Linked DNA regions of Anser cygnoides: all the other regions are linked to region 1. A link is a contact called in public Hi-C data. All regions are on one chromosome and are shown on one strand. The core of a region is the stretch at or near the end of the contact, and the rest is flanking DNA. Distances in the headings are between cores, read along the strand shown. Region 1 overlaps RPP40 (ribonuclease P/MRP subunit p40). Region 2 has its middle 25 kb from the start of ECI2. Region 3 has its middle 6.3 kb from the start of ECI2.

What was found. A called contact is a pair of places that touch in the nucleus more often than the background predicts.
Region 2: a Hi-C map of liver shows a contact between it and region 1, with 2.3 times the contacts expected there. The contact joins two enhancer-like sites. A contact is called at or near these places in 2 of 7 Hi-C or Micro-C datasets (granulosa cells and liver).
Region 3: a contact with region 1 is called in a Hi-C map of liver, with 7 times the contacts expected there. The contact joins two enhancer-like sites. A contact is called at or near these places in 2 of 7 Hi-C or Micro-C datasets (both in liver).

What each region holds. Positions count from the first base shown.
Region 1 is chr2:73,499,054-73,501,881 of Taihu_goose_T2T_genome, forward strand. RPP40 (ribonuclease P/MRP subunit p40) reads left to right here. Exons shown (of 11, transcript XR_010829447.1): 9 at 2,739-2,828. Among named protein-coding and RNA genes, the nearest start is that of RPP40, 25 kb to the left of the region's middle. Within about 2 kb of position 1,513, at least 1 of the 3 cell types and tissues checked has open chromatin away from gene starts, as enhancers often do. A contact at or near this core is called in liver, where this site is marked.
Region 2 is chr2:73,777,992-73,780,979 of Taihu_goose_T2T_genome, forward strand. No RefSeq gene overlaps it. Among named protein-coding and RNA genes, the nearest start is that of ECI2, 25 kb to the right of the region's middle. Within about 2 kb of position 1,535, at least 2 of the 3 cell types and tissues checked have open chromatin away from gene starts, as enhancers often do. A contact at or near this core is called in liver, where this site is marked.
Region 3 is chr2:73,796,359-73,799,239 of Taihu_goose_T2T_genome, forward strand. No RefSeq gene overlaps it. Among named protein-coding and RNA genes, the nearest start is that of ECI2, 6.3 kb to the right of the region's middle. Within about 2 kb of position 1,478, at least 3 of the 3 cell types and tissues checked have open chromatin away from gene starts, as enhancers often do. A contact at or near this core is called in liver, where this site is marked.

The sequences.
Region 1 (2,828 bases), core at 263-2,762:
TCTGTCAGGTTCCTAGAAGACTCCTTTCCACCTCCTCCCACGTGTGTGCCTCAGTTGGCTGTTTTGGCTAGACAAAGATGTGAAGCAGCTGGGCGTTAGTTATCAGGGAGAACATGTTGGAAGGGGAAGTTTCACATTGCTGGTATGAGCTGGGGTTGTGGCTGCCTTAATGAGAAAACCTGCAAGCTGGTGATAGTCTGTTTAGTGGGGAAACTTGTCAAGTCTGTAGCAAAGTTGTACTCTGATGGTTTATCATCAGTGATTTGCAGGGTCAAGTATGGCAGCAGTCAAGGCACTGCGCACAGACGCCTTCACGCAGTTCTTTGAGTAGAGCTCCTGTTGTACTTGATAGGAGAAACAGGTGTAAAAGAGCCTTATTCTCAGCTGTCATTCTTGCAAGGGAACTGCCTCTCTCTTTTTGTGCATTACATTTTTTTTTTTGTACATTCTGGATGTGTTCTTATTCTCCATTGTCCATGTAAACAGTTTCAGTTTGTGATGAGGCAGTGGTCTGCGAAAATCCAAGTCTTATCTTGCTTATGCCTTGTACTACTGGGCACTGTGTCTTCAGTGATAACACATTTCTGGGGAGTGTGCTGTAGGTCTTTGCCATTAGCACAGAAGCTCTTCTCAGGCACAGTTCCTCTTCATTGGCATGAACTTAGAGGAGCACCGGGACTGTCAGAGACAGGGAAATAATGGTGGCATGGCAAGTTATTGGGGATTACTGGCCAAAAATTTCCTTCAGGGCACTTCCTGGGTTCAAGCCAATTCCTTGGGGTACAAAACGCTGCTGAGGATTTCCAAGGTCTCTGAATCTAAAGACAGGGACTCTGTTTATCTTTTCCCAGAGATTGGCAAAATTATATTATTATTTTTTTCCTCAGCTAATCAATCTGTCTTGGGGAACTTCTGGAAAATTTTTATATGGCTTATTTGTTATATTATCTATGTATAGTGTTATGGACTGTGGTATTATTTGCTTGTTTATTTTTGAAAGTTTAGCAATGAAATTTGCTTTGCTTCATAGAAATTGGTGTCAAAACCTGACTTTTGTCTTCCCCTGGATGTACGGACATATTTCATTTATATCTAGAATGGAATTTTCTGTGTCAGCGTAAAGGAACATGTAATTTCTTCATAAACACTCAGAAATGAAAGTGTGACTTCAGTTATTCTTAGATGCAATGCTGACTTTACAGCTGCTTCTGTGGATGTTCCAGCTCAGCTCTTGAGATCACAAAGTTCAGTTTGCAGACTCCTATTTTGACATGACTGGTCACGAGGCCTACAAAGCAAGCAAAAAAAACCCCAAAACAAACAAAAAAAACCCTCTTGTGGACATGGTTGCTTTCCTTTGCTTTTTTATTTTGATCCTCTTGATTCAAGTGCTTGTCTCGTTCAGAAGCTCCCAGCATTGCATTCTTGTTAATTTTGTTAGCTGCTACTTAGAATCAAAAAACTATTTCAGAACTTACATTCAGGACATGCCAAGTTTCTAGCTCTAATCCCCGTGGCTCTTTCTGAGCGTAGAGCCCAGTGAGAGGGCTGGAGAGAAGGAAGGAAGAAAATATGGACATGTGTCTGCCTTCTGACATTTGAACATAGCGTGCTTCTATGACATAGCAGTCCTGTGCCACAGCAGACCTTACTGAAACCAACATGGAAAGAAAACTAACTTATTTTGTCATTTTTACATCATGGAGTGCAAGCTTGGTTTCTGTAGATGTGTGTGTTTTAGTTATTCCTGGCTTAGCAAGTTTTTTATTTTCTGTTTTTTAAATAATAGTGTTTGATTAAAGATTCCCATCCAACCTGATAAGGTAAGTGAATTTCAAATACATTTTAAGTCTGAGGAGCAGCATGTGCATTTCACGGAAGTTGCTACTGGCAGTGGCCAGTTGGCTTTGCACATGACTGGAGTGATGCTGAGGTGTGTGAGTGCCTGCTCCTACTGAGAAGGATGGTACTGTGAATGTGGTAAAAATTAGTTGGTAAGGAAGAGGCAGGGATGCTAAGCAAGACTTTGAAGAGTATTTATATTCTGGGCTTTGTCTAGCAATTGGGACATTTTGCTGGAGATGGAAGTATAGGGTTACAATGAATGAGTCTCAGAAAGCAGCATTTAGGAAATATTGTTTTATTATAGCATTGTGAATTGACTTCTCATCTTGCAGTGTTATGTAGTCTTTCTATAGTGTGTTTGGTAAGTTATATCCAGAGGACATACACAGCAGGTAGTGTGAGCTGTTAGGTCCAATTTAACATATTTTACTGTCTTCTCCAGTAGCCAGTGTGGTTGCATTTCAGTATGACTGCCAGAGGCATTGCAGCTTGATTGATTAAGGCAGACCTCAGGGAAAAAAAAGGCAAAATTTTTAGAAGCTGCTGAGGTTAAAGCAATTTTTCAGGTATTATAAAAGGCATGTGTATTTGTTTTTAAGTATTTCAATCCTTTTTATCCTTGAAGAAACAAATAAGACTTTTTCTTTAGGCTTTTTACTAGAGTAAAAGATGATCCCTGTCTTATCCAAAACACACAAGTCACTCTGTGTTCATCTCTATTCTGGGTGATTTGGTACCTTTTAGTACAAGATGTTGGGTTCTCAGAAGATTAAAGTATGTAGTGTTGCAGAGCCTGATGATCTTGCAGCTCTAGCCATAGAGATCATTTGTGGATGATGTTTGTATCATTGGAAAATAAATACAAGTTTATTTTAGTTTTGTTTTCCCCACAGAAGCACACAATGGTTGAAGCTGGAAGAGACCTCTGGAGGTTGTTTGGTCCAACTCCCCTGCCCTGGAGCTGGTTGTCCAGGAGGCTTTTG
Region 2 (2,988 bases), core at 285-2,784, 280 kb after region 1:
GGAGAAAATCTAGTTCTTCATTTTTTTGAGAATCAGCATTAAGACTCAGAAGTGACCAGGATTTTGAGGAATTACCACGGAGAGTATGTTAAAGTACTTAGTCACAGATTAGGAATCTTTTCTGGTTTCCAGCAAATGGCTTCCTTGGATATAAGCTTAGAATTCTAGGATTGTATTCTTTACTTTGAAGCAGTTGTAACAGGTAGGTGGGATCATCAAGAATATCTAAGACCGCTCAAATTTTTAATATTATTAATATTAATAATAGTCAAGTGTCTAATTCACATTGATTTCATACACTGTTCTGAAGTGCTTCTGTTGCAGAAGTAATTCATGCATAAGCTAGATTAAAATTGTCACTCTCCTTTTGTTTTTCTTACTTCATTAACAATGTATATTGTATATATAAATATGAATTATTTATTGTCATCTCTCTGCCCCCTTTTTTATTAATGTGTAAATAGTATTCTGAATAGTATTCTGAGAGATCCTATCAAAAGTTAATGTAAGTGTTGGGAACATCTCTGATGAAGTTTTTTCTTGAAAAACTAGAAAATAAATTATTTGGAAATAATCTTTATTTCCAAGATTATTTCCAATAATCTTTCCAAGGGAAATATAAAGCATTTCTAAAAAAAACCAAAACTTCATACCTCCTGTTAGTCTCTGCCATGACTGAATAGAAGGCAGAGAATAGTATGAGTGATTGCTGCAGAAAGATAGTGTTGAGCATATCCCTTGGCATATCCCTCTTCACCTTCTGTCCAGTGTAAGAGACCTGAACATTAGAGGATTTGTAGTCTATTAATTTGTGTTGGGCTGTTTGATGGTGCTGGAGCACTGCAAGTTTTGCTTGCTCAGTTTGTTTCTGCCCTATAACACACTGTGTGCATCAGATTAGCAATTGACTGAAGGTAAGGTAGCTTAGCAATTGCAATATTCTGTTTCTTGCTTGCTCAAGAAGGATGAAAGAGCCCAAATTGGTCTATTATTTCTTAACAGAGCTATTAATATAAAATACATTTATTACAGATTTCAATAGCTGAACTAAGTACAAGCCAAGTTCTGTTTAGCTGCATTCATGTAATTCTTCTGGAGTTAAGTGCAAGTCAAAGAACTGGGCCTTAAATTTATCTAAAATATTAATACTCGTGGAAAGCTAAACAACAAAGTCATCAGATTGAAACTATGGGATCATTTATAATAAAGTCTGCTGGCTCAGAAGATCTTGGCCCTGACTATGCTTGTACTAGCACCAGTGATGCGTAATTCAACTGGAGACAGTGTAAAATGAATAGGCGAGACTGCAATCATGCCTTCTGAGTCCAGTATCAACATCTTCACAACTTGTATTTAAAACAAAAGTTGTGTTGATCCATTTTACAGTTTTCTTCCTAGAAATCCTCGCAGAATAACAGTCTCTCTTTTTCTTTTTCTCTCTTTTACTCTTTTTCCTCTGAGGTACACAGAAATTACGCAGCACTCAGAGCAGCTGCCAAGGACAGTTCAGCTAGGAGCGCTGTAACAGGCGTCACATTTCACGTGTCTCCCAGCCAGCCTTGATGTAATGCAGGAAAAATCAGATGATCTTTGGCATGTGTGAGAGGAGGAGAGAGCAATCTACCAGGCCAAAGCTATCACAGGAGGAAGCTGATGTGAATGCAAGGAGTTTACTTCCCTGGAAACATTCCAGTCTTGAAACTCATGGGAATTCCCTCAGCAGGAGCTTCAGACCTTAGAAAACCAGGCAGGAAGCTGACTGCTTGCATCTTTTGCATCTCTTGAATCTCTCTGTGGGCATTTAGTGCCAGTTTTTAAAGACTGAGTTACTACACACCAAACTGACTCCTGATTTCTGCCTCCCACCCTCTCATGGACGTGCTGTGGGCTACAACAAGGGACTCTAGGAACCAGTAGGCCTGTGAAGAGGACAGGTCTATTAAAGGCCAGGCCACTGGGGATCTGGGCAGTGACAGCAGAGAACGATGGCCAGTCACAAAAGGGAAACAGGGAAACGTCTGTGAGCTCTGTTATAATTCAGAGCCCCTTCAGCCTTCATAATGCTGCGTTGCTAGCAGCCGGTAGGCCAGCATCTGGAAGAATCACCCCCACAGACTCCAGCAGAGCGCGCTGAAGGAGCAGCTCTTTGGGAACAAGATCTCCCCACCAGTGTAAAATCCAAGCAACTCTACAGCAGGCTCGGTGAAGATTTATGCAGCCTCACTCTGCCTTTGAAGGAAATCTGTCTTTGGGAGTAGGTATATTACACTGGATTTCATTTCAGATTATGGCACCTCAATTAGGAGAAAGAACTCCTCTGAACAGCAGTCTTAAGAACTCATCTTTTAGCACTCTTCAGATGAAAAATAATCAGAAACTATCATAAAACAGCTCTAAGTTTCGTCTTCAGAAGCATACATATAGCATCAAATCGCACCCTGATTAAAAAACAAAACAAAACAAAACAAAACAAACCTACAAAACATCTGAGTCCAGTCTTATACCTCCCCACCACGATGAGGACCGGTCTGGATCCCTTACCACTTCCTTTGTGCCTGTCAGACACTGCTCCATCATCCAGTTGTACCTGCAGTAGGAGTGGCCGAATCCCACTTTTTATGAACGGCATCAGCTTGTGTTGGTGTGTTTAAGAGACTTCCTCGTTTCTGGGAGTGGCAGTTACTAGTGCCATGGGAACAACCTCACCAACTTGGTAGGAAATTTAGAGCGAGTGCTAAAAAATTGTGGTGAGTAGATAAAATAAGAAAGGACACTTTTCAGCTTTAGTGCCTGAGAATATGTGCGAAAGACCACCAAAAAGCCTTGGTGCAAAACCTCTGCCAGAGCAGCTACTCTTGTTTTCAGGTCTCATTGTCTGAGCAGTACACTGAGCCGCAGCCCACGGACAGAGAGGCTCAGTACTAGTCTGGAGATTGCTGCATTGCTGCCTGTGATATAGGCAATATATGGACATTGCTCTGAGACAGA
Region 3 (2,881 bases), core at 228-2,727, 300 kb after region 1:
AATAAAATAATAATAACAATAATAAATCCTTAACCAGAAATTCACTACCTTTCAAGGCTATCGCTAAGCAATAAGTACCAAATTGGCTGTATTCCAGAAAGCTGCACTGTGGAAGATTAATCTAGAAGATATTCTTTCTGAAAAAAATCCAGAACAACTCACACGAATAAGTATTTTTCACAGACATTGTTTGTGGTTACTTTGTCTGCTTGGTTTAACCAAAAACATTTCTACATGAAAGCAGGAGAGATGCTATCAAGGAAGAGGAACGGTAGGTGGTATCTACACAAAAGCAGAGACACGCTAAGGCTTGTGGAGATGCAATGTAGGTATCAGGGAATAATCATCAGAGCCCTGTATGAAACGTATTTACTGAAGTGACATTACTGTATGGTTTATTTAAATTTTTGCTTTCCCTCTGTAGATTATCTGTCTAAATGTATTATCTTATGGCACGAAACGTGAGAAATTGCAGAACACACAGTAAAAGATCTACATGAGCTACTGTCTACCCGATTTGTAGGGAGAAAAGAGGATAGTGGAACAGACTAAAGGCCAAAGCAAGACAAACACATTTTGCTGGATTGCAAACTTACAGCTTGAAAGAACACCAACAGTTAAACTTTAATAGGAGAAAATGAAGTTAGTTATGACCTATTATAAGCTAATACAGAGAGAGATCGAAAGGGATCTGCCCTCCCTCAAATTCAGAGAACGACATTACTATCTTAAAGAGATCCAAATGGGAAGTTTTGGGGTGAATTTTGACTTTACTGGAACAAAATTACCCTAGATGAAGAAAATTGGACCAGATATCCTCCCTTAGCAAAAGAATGTATTAAGTACATGCTGAAGTATTTGGGGAACATGTTGAGAAAAAAACACGTTGAATTCCTTAGCAATATAAATCCTCCAAAAAACCTCTGCCCTTGGTAAGTAAACCAGTCCTGCACAACAGGCAGCCTGGAAAGCAAATTACCTTACACGCTGAGCTGCCAAAAAAGCAACAAGTACACCCTGCAGTCAAGATGGTCGCTGGGCCAGACAAACCAAGCCTGATGAAGTGGTGAAGTTGTAGGAGATGCACTTCAACTCTGGTAAATCCAGGTCTTAAAAGGTTTAACTCCTCTAAGTTTATGCTGCCCTGAATTCAGCAACTTGCTTGGAGTCATTAGATATCTGGTAACTTTTCCACAGATGCTCATGTTAACAAAGCCAGGCAGAGATTACCCCAGGTAGGCTTTGATCACACATACGCAAAGCGAGATATAGCCTAGTGAAGCAGCTTTGTCTGGCTAGACGTAGGGGTGTAGTCTAAAGATAAACGTTTCAGCAATAGTGCTGTCTTAAACAGTCGCTATGCTCTGAGCTGTGCCAGCTCCACTGTTTTTGTGAACAGTGTAAGTCAAACCAGCAAACTGGTCCAGCTGATGGGTCTTCTAGACTGGGTTACTTTTTAACTGGATCAGTTGTCTCACCTGCTTCCCAGAATGCCCACACAAATGCGGATGTCAGCACAACACAAAGGGTTATGCAAGGGTCAACACAAGCAGAAGCAGAGATTGCTGACACTTGAGATACATCAAGGCCAAGAAAATCCCACACATGAGAAAAATGTTTAGTAGGATAGTTGTTTGATGGAGGGTGAAGCTCGTGATGTGGTCTTTTGCTTAGTGGAACCATTAACAGTTTCACTTTCCTCTGTACGACCAAAAAAAAATAAAATAAAATTGTAAGGACCTACTATCTTCCTCTGTCAGCTCTGGTTTTAACAGACTAATAGATGCACATTACTATAGCTTTATAACTCACTTCTTAGAGGAGCAAGTTAACAGCCCCATTTATACCTACTTACACAGATGCTTTCTGTGATATGAGAGTAAAACATTTTAGCAATATAATTAGACCAATACAGAAAGTGAAACAAATCCCTCAGAGGCTATACTTTAATGCTTTAATGTCGTAAGCTGAGGCAATAAAGCACTGCTGCTGAAAGAAGCAATTCTACTGCTTGTCAGATTCCCTTACATCTCTATCCTTTGCACTGATAGGACTGTGCATTGAGTTGTGTGATGCAAAGGATCAGAGATTTGATCTGGGTCACAGTTAACCTTTATTTATTTACATACTTGCTTTTGCCTGGCTAATTGTAACTTAGATCTGAACCCTGAGCTGGTTCAATGCTTGACTGTGAAAACATCTGTGTCAGCAGAAAAGAAGGCATGGGAGTGAACAGGGAAGGCCTTAGGAAAATAGACTGCTCCTTTCAGTAGCAGCATTTGCACACACTGGTTTAAAGTTTAAACTGTGAAATGATGCCCCGAAATACTTTTTTTTTTTTTTTTCCAAAAAGTGAAAGAACAACAAAGAGTAGGACTGATAGTTGCTTGGCAAAAATGCTTGAAAAGTCCACAGCCAGCACCTGCATCATTAAATGGTTCAGGAATCTATAAAGAACTCCAATTTAGGAAGATTTCAGTTCCTTTAATTAACAACAGTTCTGTTGTTAGTTGATTCATATGTAAAGTAAGACTCCTGTAACCACATCTCCTGATTGAACTTGTGCCAGCAATGTTTCTTTCCCAGGTGCTCTTGCTGTGAAAAAAACAATGCAACGTAATGTACCACTCTAGATGCTTTCAGAGAGTACTTTACTTTCTCATTTCCTGCATTTGGCAGATTATATTTAAGCAGGTATCTTACCTGTCCTGGAAAGGAGCATATGATATGTAACCTTACACAAATGAGAGTAGCACTTCAAAAAGCATGCTGAGTGTGTACAACTTCCATAGATTGTTAATAGGAGTTGCAAATCCAAAACATATTTTGAAACTTACAGGTCTTTTAAAAGCTAAACATATAGATTTACTGGTTACCAACT